2 separate regions of the Mus musculus genome follow, and region 1 is linked to region 2. A link is a contact called in public HiChIP or PLAC-seq data. All regions are on one chromosome and are shown on one strand. The core of a region is the stretch at or near the end of the contact, and the rest is flanking DNA. Distances in the headings are between cores, read along the strand shown.

The links. HiChIP or PLAC-seq counts read pairs in DNA pulled down with a chosen protein or histone mark.
Region 1: an H3K4me3 HiChIP or PLAC-seq map of the 230-238 cell line shows a contact between it and region 2, with 6 times the contacts expected there. The contact joins the enhancer-like site here to the promoter of Wtip in region 2. A contact is called at or near these places in 2 of 15 datasets of contacts at CTCF or cohesin (large pre-B cells and pro-B cells), 1 of 484 Hi-C or Micro-C datasets (embryonic stem cells), 2 of 115 datasets of contacts at active chromatin or transcription factors (the 230-238 cell line and large pre-B cells) and 1 of 9 other capture datasets (embryonic stem cells).

What each region holds. Positions count from the first base shown.
Region 1 is chr7:33,896,944-33,902,913 of GRCm38.p6, reverse strand. No RefSeq gene overlaps it. Among named protein-coding and RNA genes, the nearest start is that of Scgb2b26, 45 kb to the left of the region's middle. Within about 2 kb of position 2,368, at least 22 of the 459 cell types and tissues checked have an H3K27ac peak or open chromatin away from gene starts, as enhancers often do. A contact at or near this core is called in the 230-238 cell line and pro-B cells, where this site is marked.
Region 2 is chr7:34,131,599-34,138,160 of GRCm38.p6, reverse strand. Wtip (WT1-interacting protein) reads left to right here and starts at 4,893. Exons shown (of 8, transcript NM_207212.2): 1 at 4,893-5,672. The coding sequence starts at 5,102.

The DNA of each region.
Region 1 (5,970 bases), core at 1,119-3,618, 230 kb after region 2:
CCTCAGGGTAAGTTTCTCTTAGCCATGTGCACATGGTCCATCCTGATTCATAGCAACCTTCTTCTTCTTCTGCCTCTTCTGTGGTCCCTACCTGAGACTGCCCTTCTCAATCTCAAGTTCTGTCTTCCTTTCTCTCCCGCCCAGGCACAGGCCCTAGTCTTTTATCAACCAATCAAAGATTATTGGAGAGCTTTCTTTAAAGAACATTGATCAATACTTTGCTGGTATTCGGCACAGAACTCAGCATCTGAGTACACAGTGGACAGAACCAACCACAATAGAAAGTGTCTAGTTAATCTGTAAAGAAGTATTTATAAATCTAAAAAGTAAATTAAAATGAAACCCAGTGACAGGAGAGATGGCTCAGTGGTTAAGAACAGTGACTGCATTTCGAGAGAACGGTTCAGTTCCCAGCATGCACATGACTGCTCACATATGAAGGAAATCCAGCACTCTCTTCTGGCTGCCATGATCACTGCACACATATGGTTCACAGACATATATAAATGCAACACACACACACACACACACACACATACACACACACACATAAAATAATCTAAAAAATCCTTGGCATGACTCCTCAGTGAGTTACTGGAACTCTGACTTCTTTCTCTCAGATATTAAATTTTCATAATAAAAAATTATTCGTGTGAGAGCTACCTTGTCCAGTCCAATGATAGGGTTGCATAAGTTCAGATCTCCACCATGATGTCCTCTACTTAAAGTAATGATCTTTTCACAGGTTTCCATGGCTATAGAACCATGTAAGAACAATGCATTGATGAGCAGGTGTTTTATCAGCTATTCCCATATGTATGTTCCATTCATCTGACTACTAAATTGTATGCTGGGGCTTCACAACTCCCCTGTGGATTCTGGAGTCTGGAGTCCAGACCAGGTGTTATGTGGATTTACCCCATTGATAAAATGTTCTGTAGGAGGTGTTAAAAACACTGGGCATACACAAGTGCCTAGAGGCAAGACTGCATTGTGTCTCATGTTTTACAGGTCCAGTCAGGCAGGATACAAGACTCAGGTCCAGAATGCAAATGAGGAACTGAGTTTTTATTGTGAGGGAATTGGGAACCATGCATACTTTAAAGTAGAGTGAAGATCTAGCAACTCCAATCAGGTTGGGGATAGCTCAAATATTGCTTCTCAATTCAGCTGCAAGGAAAGAGCCATCAGCTGGCATTTGGAATGGTGCAGATTTTGGCTGTGGAGCACATGTGACCAAAATGCTTCCAGCAACTTGACCAACCTTGATACCTTAAGAACAAAAGATGTCTGGGTGAGTGTACACAAGAGGTAAGTTTTGGAGGTAAGATCTTTGCTGGCCAGAGAGGGTGTGTGGGTCCTTCTTTCTAGGCCCAAAGTTGAGATGACATTTATTTGTGCACACACTTTGTTTGTGGGTAGCATAGGCTTCACTTGGAGCAGGAGTGAGTAATAGACAGGTGTCATTGGCCTCAAGTCTCCAGTGAGGTGAGCTAGGGAGAAGGGAGCCAGGAGAGCAGGATGGTAGTTATTGTGTATAGGTTTACAGTGGATAGGCTATAGGGACAATGCTTTCTTTTGCATGGTGGAGAATGTGGCCATTGAGAATGTGGCTGTGGACCTTTGCCAGGCATAGCAGAAGCTTCTGAATGAGTCAAGGATGCCGCGGACTATGCAGTGGGAATTCCACCTAAGTGGTCAGGAACCCAAGGTGACTGGAACCAGGTTGGGAATAGGATCGGCATGACAGACAGACAAGCACTCAATGGTGAAGCTGCTGCTGCAAAATCTTTACCTCAGGGTTCAGATTATATACACAATCAAGAAGGAACAATTTTCTCTTGACAAATCACATATCTTAGTTCCTCTTTAAACCTAACACAAGTATAGCTTACTAGGAAATTAAATCACCCATTGGCGCCCACCTGTGGTTTTGCTGCCAGACTGAACTTTCATATTGACTCAAGAATCTTATAACCTTTTATTTACTACTCTAATGATCTTATTCAACAGCACATGCAATCCCAATCTAAACTTTATAATATTTCTTGCTTATTTCTTTTATTACCAAATATGTCTACTCCTGGCTATCTAGGAGTAAGTATCTCCAAATGATAGGAAAACATACATCTGCCACCTCAAGGTCCACTGTTGCTCATCTGTTAAGGCATACCAAGGAGCCCTACTTCTTATTCTTTCCCATAGACTTAATTCTGAATATCTCATTTTCCACAATCCATCTGATTAAGTTCTTATCATAAATTCCAGTCCATGGAAGTGGAGCATTTGTTGGATTAAACTTGTAAGGTCCATGATATCTAGGTACTTCCCACTATCCTCTACTCAGCTTCACAAGAACTGACTAATCACCCCCCCTTTCACTGTTAGTCCTAATTCCTATAAATTCTGGATTTCTTCATCCTGTATAGTTTCTCTTTTACATCTGACAATTTTATTAATGCCTAAATCTAATTGTTGTATTAAATTAATGACAGCGCCCAAAATCATATTTTCTCTTTGCAAGATCTGCAAAATCAATTGTGCTGTTTCAGACAAAATCTCTAGTGGGATGACATTGCGAGCAATTCCAATCAGATTCTCATCTATTTTTGCTACATACACCAGCTCTGTGGTTGAGGACACTGAGGTTGAAGCACCCAGCACAGTTTCCTGTCTAGTACTTTCAGTTCCTGAAACAGCTAAAGATACATCTTTCCAAATCACAAAATTCTTTGTATCAGCAACTGCCATCCAGCCAAGCATGCCAGAAGGGGACATGGGACGGGCAGACTGCCAGGGACCTCCAGGAGACCTAGCTCCACAGAGCACAAATCTCAGTGAATGGTTACCATTCAAGGAGTTTTTCTTTCATTGCTACACAGATTCCATTGGAGTTGGTGTGGCACAAGGAGACTCCTTTACTATGAAATGATGCATGAGCACTTTAGTATTGTGGCCTCAGATTCCTTTACATACTCCTGCCTAGGGCGGGCACTTCCTTTTCTTCAGGGATCATACTTTTCTCTTTGGTTTTTCAGGACAGGATTTCTCTGGTTAGCCATGGCTTTTCTAGAACTCACACTGTAGATCAGGTTGGACCTCAACTCAGAGATCAACCTGCCTCTGGCTTCTGAGTGCTTTTTATCAAGGATTGTTCTTGTTGTGTGTCTTAGTTAGGGTTTTATTGCTGTGGTAAGATACCATAATCATGTCAATTTTAATATAGGCAAACACTTAATTAGGGCTGGTTTATTCTTTCAGAGGTTGAGTTCAATGTCAAGGTAGGAAGTAAGGCAGTGTGCAGGCAGACATGGTGCTGGAGAAGGAGCTTAGACTTCTACATCTTGATTCTAAGACATCCAGGAGTGGACTGGCTTCTTGAGGTAGCCAGGAGGCAGGTCTCTTTGGCACTGGATGGAGGATGAGCGCTAGGACATTTCAAATCCCACCTACAGAGTGAAACATTTCCTCCAAGAAGACCACTCTTATTCCAATCAGGTTAAGCCTCCTAATAGTCACAATTTCCATGGTGAAGCATATTTAAACCACTGTTGGTGTCAGTGTGTAATGTGTTCCCTTGTCCCCTCTCCTTAAGGTTTCCCAGGACTGATAAAGTCAGTATCTCTGGAGAGTACTGACCCATAGCTGTGAGATGCTTCTTTGTGGTTTAAAATCAATTTTTTATTATCTTTAATTTTTTTACAGTCCAGTCATTATTCCCTTCCCATCCTGCCCTCCAAACAGTTCATCCTCATCCTCCTCCCCCATCTCCAAAAGAATGTCCCCAACCCCACACATCCCCACACCCTTTCAGGCTTCCCCATTCCCTGAGGTCTCAAGGCTCTTAAGGGTTAGGTGTGTCTTCTATCATTGAGGCCAGATGAGACAGTCCTCTTATATGTACTTGTTGGGTGCCTTAGACCAGCTAGTGTATGCTGCCTGGTTGGTGGCTCAGTATCTGAGTGATCTCAGGGGCCTGGGTTAGATGTCCCACAACAGAAGAATAGATATAGAAAATGTGATTCATTTACACAATGGAATACCATTCAACTATTAAGATGGAGGACATTATGAGTTTTACAGGGCAAATGGATGGAGCTAGAAATTATCACTTGAGTGAGATATCTCAGACATAAAAGGACATGCATGGTTTATACTCACTCATAAGTGGATATTGGCCAAAAATGTACAAAATACCCAGGAAACAGTCCACAGACTAAAACCTTTTATAATCTACTTTTATGAGAGAGAGAGAGAGAGAGAGAGAGAGAGAGAGAGAGAGAGAGAGAGAGAGAGAGAGAGAGAGAATGGATTGGGGAAGGGATAAGTGTAAACATTGGAGTCAGAGTTGGTTCTCCTTGGCCAACTGATAGGTCTTGGGATTCAACTCAGATCATCAGGCTTAGTAACCAGCATCTTTTTTTTTTTCTCCCACTGAGAAAACTCTACAGTTTTGATGTTTCCTTTTCTATGGTCTAATAGTGGGGCTTGTCCCAAGATACCATTCTATTTTTACCTTCCTTACCTTTCTAACAAACATGGATGTACCTTCCAGAGTTCATGTAGTCATCCAGTGGAGTGAGAGCAGTTGTGATATGGGACACAACACGACAGGCATACACAAGGCATTCCTTAGGTGAGTCTGGATGAAGAGTGTTTGACTGTGTTGTAATGTTCCAGAAACCTTTCCAGTGGCCCTTTGGGGTCTTCCTGGCAAGGAAAAGTTGGCACCACAATTCATTTTGCACCTTCAAGCCCCATTTGAAGTAGAAACTTCAGGGTTCTTGGAAAGTCAATTGTATTGGATGGTGTTACACTCAGGCAAAAACCTGAAGGAAGGTTGTGCTGAACTAAACACAGGTGAAAGCCTAAGGCAGACTTATGAAGGGATATTTCACTGAAGCAGACACAGGATAAAGGATGTTCTGTTAAAGCAAGCATGTGAAAGGACATGTGATGAAGGATTCTTTGCTGACTACACACATGTATTGGTCTGCCTTACATAATGCAGTTGAGCTCCATTTGTCTGGTATCCCTAGAGAAAAACACACCAAAAAACTTCTAGTGGTGTGCTGGGCCTTTATTTACCAATGAAAATCAACTAGGATCAGGGTCCCTCAGTGTCTTACATGTTGACACACAGATTCTTGTGCAGTTTTTGGGACCAAATGAACGTAATGCAAGCAGCATAGGCCAAATCTAAAAAGTTGGTCCACCTTACGTTGCATTCTTGAGCTCCATTTATTGGGACTCCACACAGAGAACGGCACCAAAAGCGTTGTGGTTGTGTGATGGGGCTTCTTGCTGCTTTTTAAGACCCAGGACCACGGGTAGAGTGATGTCAACTAAGTTAGACTCAGATGCTGAGACAAGACACCTGTCAGGCAAGATCCACGGAGGAAAAGTGACATTTGGAGGGCCATAAATAGGACCCAATGAACTGTGGGAGGATCTTGGCTTGCTTGCATAGCAATACACTTCTTGATCTTGTGTCTTTGCTAATCTTCACTTTGATGAAAGAGGCACAGCTGTGAATTTCTCCTGAATTTCCTGTTGGCCCTGGTCTAACCTGATGACTCATGCAGATTTGGCCAAGGCCAGGCAGTTCCTGCTAGGTCGTGCCAACACCTCTTGTAAACCAATAGTTCTGAACTGGACTTCTGGTATATCCATGAAGTATTTGTGAGTAGATTGAGCTGTTCTTGCTGATGTAGGAACTGGATTTCTGATTTCCTGACAAAAGAGATGGGATTTGTTCCAAAGAACCATATTTAAACAGGTCCTCTCCCCCGGTATCCTAACTTTTCTACTACCTCTTGTTGAGGTGAGTAGAAGGGAGGTTTAAGTGTTTAAGAACCATCATTAAAAGTAGGTAGTGAGTAAATTAAAGTCACACCCATTCTTGACAGTTGCTTACTTATCACACCTTCTCTGACTTTGGCTGAAGATGATAGCACTTGACAGTCACAC
Region 2 (6,562 bases), core at 3,644-6,143:
ATCCATCCATCTATCCATATCCATCCATCCATCCATATCCATCCATCCATCCATCCATCCATCCATATCCATATCCATCCATCCATCCATCCATCCATCCATCCATCCATCCATCTATCCATATCCATCCATCCATCCATCCATCCATCCATCCATCCATCCATCCATCCATATCCATCCATCCATCCATCCATATCCATCCATCCATCCATCCATCCATCCATCCATCCATCCATCCATCCATCCATCCATCTCCATCCATCCATCTATCTATCTATCTATCTATCTATCTATCTATCTATCTATCTATCTATCTATGTAGGTTTTCTGAATCAGGGTTTCTTTGTGTACCACTGGCTGTCCTATAAACTAGCTGTGTAGACCAGGCTAGTCTTGAACTCTTAGAAACCCATTTACTCTGCCTCTCAAGTGATGGGGCTAAAAGTGTTCACTGCCAGGCCTGGTCTTTTTATGTGTTTTTAAAGACAGCACTTCACTTCATAGTTCAAGCTAGCATTAAACTTGCTGGTGAACTGGGAAGACAATTCTGTGTGTAAGGCACTTGCTGTGGGAGCAGCAGGGCCTGGTCTAGGTCTCTTGAACCCACATGAATCTGGACACAGTAACAAATCTGCAATCTGTGTCAACTAGGTGGTGGTGGCACAGTCCTATAACCCAGCACTTGGGAGGCAGAGGCAGGTGGATCTCCCTGAGTTAAAACCAGCCTGGTCTACAGAGTGAGTTACAGGACAGCCAGGGCTTCACAGAGAAACCCTGGCTCAAAAAGAAAACTGAGAAGGAGAGAGAAACTGTCTTATACAAGGTGGAGGGTCAGAACTAACAGCTAAAGTTGTCCTATGGCCTTCATACACATGCATAACCAAACATACACAGATGAAAAGATTTCTTTTTTTTAAGATTTATTTTTAATGAAGTGCATGTGCGTGTGTGTATGGGATTCTGCACATGAGGGAGCCAGCCTGAGGTAAGCTTCAGGCACTGTATTCACCGGGGCCTGGGTTACAGGCAATTGTCAGTCTTGGCTGTTGGGAACCTATGTGGTGTCCTCTGCAAGAACAGGATACATTCTTTAGCCAACATCTCCCCAGTCTCAAAGAAAATGATATTATTTTTTAAAAAATTGTTTTGTATGTGACTGGAGAGATGCCTCAGTGCTAGAGCACTGTTTAAGTTAAGAGTGCAGCTGCTCTGGTAGAGGACCTGGGTTTGGTTCCTCGCACCCATGTAGTGGCTCAGGACCTTCTGTAACTCCAGTTCCAGGGGATCTGATACCTTCTGACTGCCACTGCCTCCAGGCACACATGGGGTATATGTGCAGATGAACTCTCATACATAAAAGAAAATATTGTGTCTATGCATGTATGTATGTATGTGTGTGTGTGCGCGTGTGTGTACATGCACATGCCAAGCACTTGTATGGAGGTCAGAGGATAAGTGACCTCTTAGCATTTTAAAGCAGAATTCCAGAGGTTCAGAATTCTCCATTTGGCTGTTTTTAGGGAGGATATATTTAGAGAAGTATTTTTATAGATAGTTTTTATTTTTTTTTTAAACTGGGAATCTGCTTCCTGAATTCTACACATAGATGGAACATTTTCCTCCTGTATTCAACTCAACAGGACAAAACCCCAGCCCAAAGCTTATTTGGGACATTTAGCTGCTGTCACTAAAGACAACAAACATGATCTGAACTTGGTAGTACATGCCTTTAATCCTACACCTGAGAGGCAAAGACAGGTGGATCATCTACACAGTCAGTGTTGGCTACATAGAGAGTTTGAGGCCAGCCTGGGCTGAAAAGAAAGAGGAAGGGAGGGAGGGAGGGAGAGAGAGAGGGAGGGAGGAAAAAAGAAAATCAACCAAGTAGAACTGTAGGCCCCTAGTTCTGTTTAGTTATATTCCGAACACAATTACTGTTCCAAAAAAAAAAAAAAAAAGTGTTGCTAGGAGCCTGGCGGTGGTGGCCCACACCTTCAATCCCAGCACTTGGGAGGCAGAGGCAGGCGAATTTCTGAGTTCGAGGCCAGCCTGGCCTACAGAGTGAGCTCCAGGACAGCCAAGGCTACACAGAGAAACCCTGTCTCGAACAACCAATATATATTTAAAAGCAGTACTTTTAACTGCTGAGCCAGCTCTCCAACCCCATAAAATAACTTCTGTTCTTATGAAGACACATCAAAGGGAGGAGACGGAGAAGACGTAAACTAGTAGAAACTATTTGTAAAAAATGGTATACTGGTAGTGAAAATATGTAACAAACTCTTATAAGTCATTAGAATAAAATAATTACTGTAGGTGTGAGTCACCGTGACGCACTTGGTTTCTGTAAATAATGTGTACACTCTCACACTAGCTCATTTGTGGTACTGAGGGGTCCAACTAGGCTTTCACATCTATCTGTCATATCTATCTATCTATCTATCTATCTATCTATCTATCTATCTATCTATCTATCTATCTGGTGTGACCAGATGATGACTACAACTTTTAGTGGAGGGGTTCTCCTATCTTATGAGTCCCACAGATGGAACTGCGGTCATCAGGTTTGGTGGCAAGTGCCTTTTCCCCAAACCATCTCCCTGACCCCCAGCTCCTTTTATGATTTTTTTTTTTTTTTTGAGATAGAGTCCCACTACATTGATCAGACTGACTTGGAATTTGTTCTGGAGCTCAGGCAAGCCTTGAATGTGTGTTCCTTTTGCTTCAGTCTTCCAGCTGGCCTCCGTTTCTCCAGTGCTAGGACGTGAAGCATGCAGATTCATCAGTAAACAACGGATGCCATTTCATAGAAGTTGCGTCTTCTACTATCCCATATTTGGTCATTTTAGGTTGCTTTACTTTTAGGTTTTCTTATTTCTAGAGAAATGGATTTTAGTTGACCCTGGACACTAATGTATCATTTGAATTCTGAAGGTTCTAACTGTGAAAGCTGGACTGAAACATTTACTTGTTTTTATTGGGAGGTGGTGGCAGTTCTTGCTATGCAGCCCAGGCTGGCTTCAAAAGTGATCCTCCTGCTTCAGCCTCCTGATTATAGCCTGGGACAATCATAACCTAGAATAGATGTTTTGAAAGAAATTTCTGCTTATAATTTTATGGTAGTTCAGTAATCTGTGTGTGCACGTTCACATGTGGATGTGCTTGTATACACACAGTGTGTGTATATGGAAGTCTGAGAAGAACTTTGCAGTCTACTCCTGGTGTGTGTGGGTCCAGGGAATGTAATGTGGGTGGTCAGGCATATCAACCAGCCCTGATTTGTGTGTATGTGGCGGCGGTCAGAAGACAACTTTAAGGACCTGGTTCTCTCCTTCTACTGTGGGTTCTGAGGATTGAACTAAATAAGGCATTAGGTATATGTATACAAGTGGTTTTTACCTTCTGGAGGCTTTTCACTGGCCCCCAACATTTTCACTTTTAAATGGCTGATAAATGTGATCAGTGAAATGGGATCACCGGTCAAATGGTTTCTCCTTTCTCATTGGACCATGAGGTGGCTCTCCTGACTGGACATTTGTTCCTCAAATACTTGCTTCCACACCTTGTGTGCATAAGGCAGAGCTGGAATTCCTTAGGTCCTAGGAGGTGCATGTGTGTGTGGGGAGGTTGGAGGGCGGGTTGGGGGGGATGGGCCAGACACTACAGTTTCCCTTCCATCTGGGAAGCAGGTGTCCCAGCTGGCTCTTTGCACAGTGAAGGCCAGGCTTCTGTGCATCTGGGTAGGTCAGTCTGCTGCCAACAAGCTCCCTTCCCCTGGTACTGGGGCATGTTACCATCCCCCTCTGAGAAAAGGGAGTCTGGAAGTGAAGGGCTTTCCTTTAAAACTGTTTTCCTGATTACTGGGACACAACACATGAGGTTTGGTTTTCTTTCCCATGACAGCTCTTGCAGGGTAAGACAGATTTTTGTTTGTTTGTGGGTTTGGGGTAAGATACAATATGGGAGTCTCACGTTCAGCCTGCTTCCTTCTACCAGGGTAACTAACACGGAGAAAAGGAAACAACTGGATTTTCCAAGGCCTAGTGGATACTGGTTCTAAATTGACAATAATTCTGAGAGTCCCCTCACATCGGAAAAAACAAACAAACAAACAAACAAACAAACAAAAAACCCTTAGACTCATTATGGCTCTCCAATTAAAGTAGGGATGCCAGTTGATAAACAGGCTTGTTTTGCTTGCTTGTACATCATGCACGACGTTCATGCCTAGCAGTGGAAGAGGTGGTCAGATTTCTTCGAACTGGAGTTAAGGAGAGTTGTGAACCATCGTGTGGATGCTGAGAACTGAATTTGGGTCCCCTGCAAGAGCAACAAACTCTCCTAACCTCTGAGCCATGGCTCCAGCCTAAAAGAATTTTGGTGGAAGTCACACTTACAATGGGTCCCGGAACTCATCCCGTGATTCTTTTCTAAGTCCCAGAATGTGTAATTGGGACGGTTATACCTAGACTTTGCTAGAATCCTTACACTGTGTTTTGAAACTGCCAGAATTCCCACGTTGGTGTCACATCCATGTGGCACAAAGCAGGCAGCATCAGGCTGTGTTCCTTTAGCAGAGGGCCAGGGAGGAATATGGGGAGGGAGGATGTGGGCTCGGGGCTCAGCCTGGGGGTGGGGGGGGAATCTGGAATGTGCCCTGAGGCCTCGGGGTGGACCAGAGCCTGGGCCACCGCTGTCCCGCCCGCGTCCTCGCGAAGTCTGCGCACCCCTCGGCCGGGCCGTCGCCGCCCCCCCCCACATTCCAGAGGCCGCTGCGCAGTCTCCTTCCTCACATTCCTGACGGGGCAAAGGAGTCCCTCCGTCCCCCCGCCCCCTGCGCGCGGTCTCGAAGCGGAGGGGGCGCGGCCCCGAGCTGCGCGCGCATTCCTCCGCCGCGCGCCTCCGTTCCTCCCTCCCTCCCCGCCACGGCCCCGCGCGAGAGTGCGGCCCACGCCGAGCGACCGCGACCCGGGCCCCGCCCCGCCCCGCGCCCAGGGGTCCCGGGGCGGGCTGCGGGCCGGCGGACGATGCGGCGGCGCTGCCGGAGCGGCGGCGGCGGGCGGCGGAGGCGGAGGTGACGCGCCGCGGCGGGCCGACGGCCATGCAGCGCTCGCGGACGGCCGCGGACGACGCGGCTCTGCTCCTGGCCGGGCTGGGCCTGCGCGAGTCGGAGCCGACCGCCGGCTCCCCAGGGCGCGTGCGGCGCGGGCCGAGGGCCGTGGACGAGGCGGCGCCAGCGTCGGGCCGCCGAGGCAAGGGTGGCTGCGGCGGCCCCGAGGCCGCGCCCGACGTCCCGAGCCGCCCCGAGCGAGGCCCGCGCGCCAGCCTCGCGGGCTCGGACGGCGGCAGCGCGCGCTCGAGCGGTATCAGCCTGGGCTATGACCAGCGCCACGGCCCCGGCCCCGGGCCGCCGTCGGGGGGCAGCGCGCGCTCCAGCGTGTCCAGCCTGGGTTCCCGTGGCTCAGCGGGCGCCTGTGCAGACCTGCTGCCGCCCGGCGTCGGCCCGGCGCCCGCCCGCTCTCCGGAGCCTGCCCAGTTCCCCTTCCCGTTGCCGTCGCTGCCGCTGCCCCCGGGCCGGGAGGGCGGCCCGAGTGCGGCCGAGCGGCGGCTGGAGGCGCTCACGCGGGAACTGGAGCGCGCGCTCGAGGCGCGCACGGCGCGAGACTACTTTGGTGAGCGTGCGCGGGCCAGGGTCTGGGTCGGGGGTCCCGGGGTTCTGGTAAGGGCTGTTCTCCAGCCACGGATGCGGAGATGCCCGGCGCTTCCTGACTTGAGGCGGGGGTGGGGTGGGGGTGGGTGAGGGGTGGGATCCAGACAAAATCAGGCTGATTGACAGCCTAACCTGTTTTCTGGACACTTAAAAAAATGATTATTTACTTAGAGACAAGGTTTCACTCTGTAGCTTAGACTGGCCTGTCTTCCTGCCCCCGACTCTGAAGTTCTAGGAGTAGAGACATATGGACTCTGCAAAAGATTCAGTTAGGTGTATATTGAAAGTACCTCGGGAGGTCAGAAGGTGTCAGATTCCTGGAACTGGAGTCTGGTTGTGAGCAGTATTGGGAACTGAGTCTTCTCCGTTGAGAAGTTGAGTCTTCTGCAAGAGCACCAAGCTCTTACTGCTGACCCATTCTTAAGCTCCTTTGCTGGGCATTCTTCTTCATCCCTAGTATTGCCCCTAATAAAGTTTGATGAAGAGCAGAACGGAAGCGTCTCCCCTTCCAACTGAGGCATGGATAGGGGCAGAAAGATGGGGTTCCCCGGGTACCCCTGAACCTGTGTGACTGAGACTTCAGTGCTGGTAGAGGCTGTAGGTGGAACTGTGTGAGGCTACAGGACCAAGGCAAGCATTCAAGGCTTCTCTGGGCTAGGTCTTATAAACAGGATATTTCCTACAAGAATACCGAGCTAGGGGGGTAGCTCTGTGATAGAGCACTTGCCTATCACTGCCCTAGGTTTGTTTTCCAGCAAGGCAAAGCAAATAAACAAAACCACAAACCAGCCTTACATCTGGTTACACATAGATAGAAAAAATACAAAGAAAAATACGCGTTCAGACGTCACC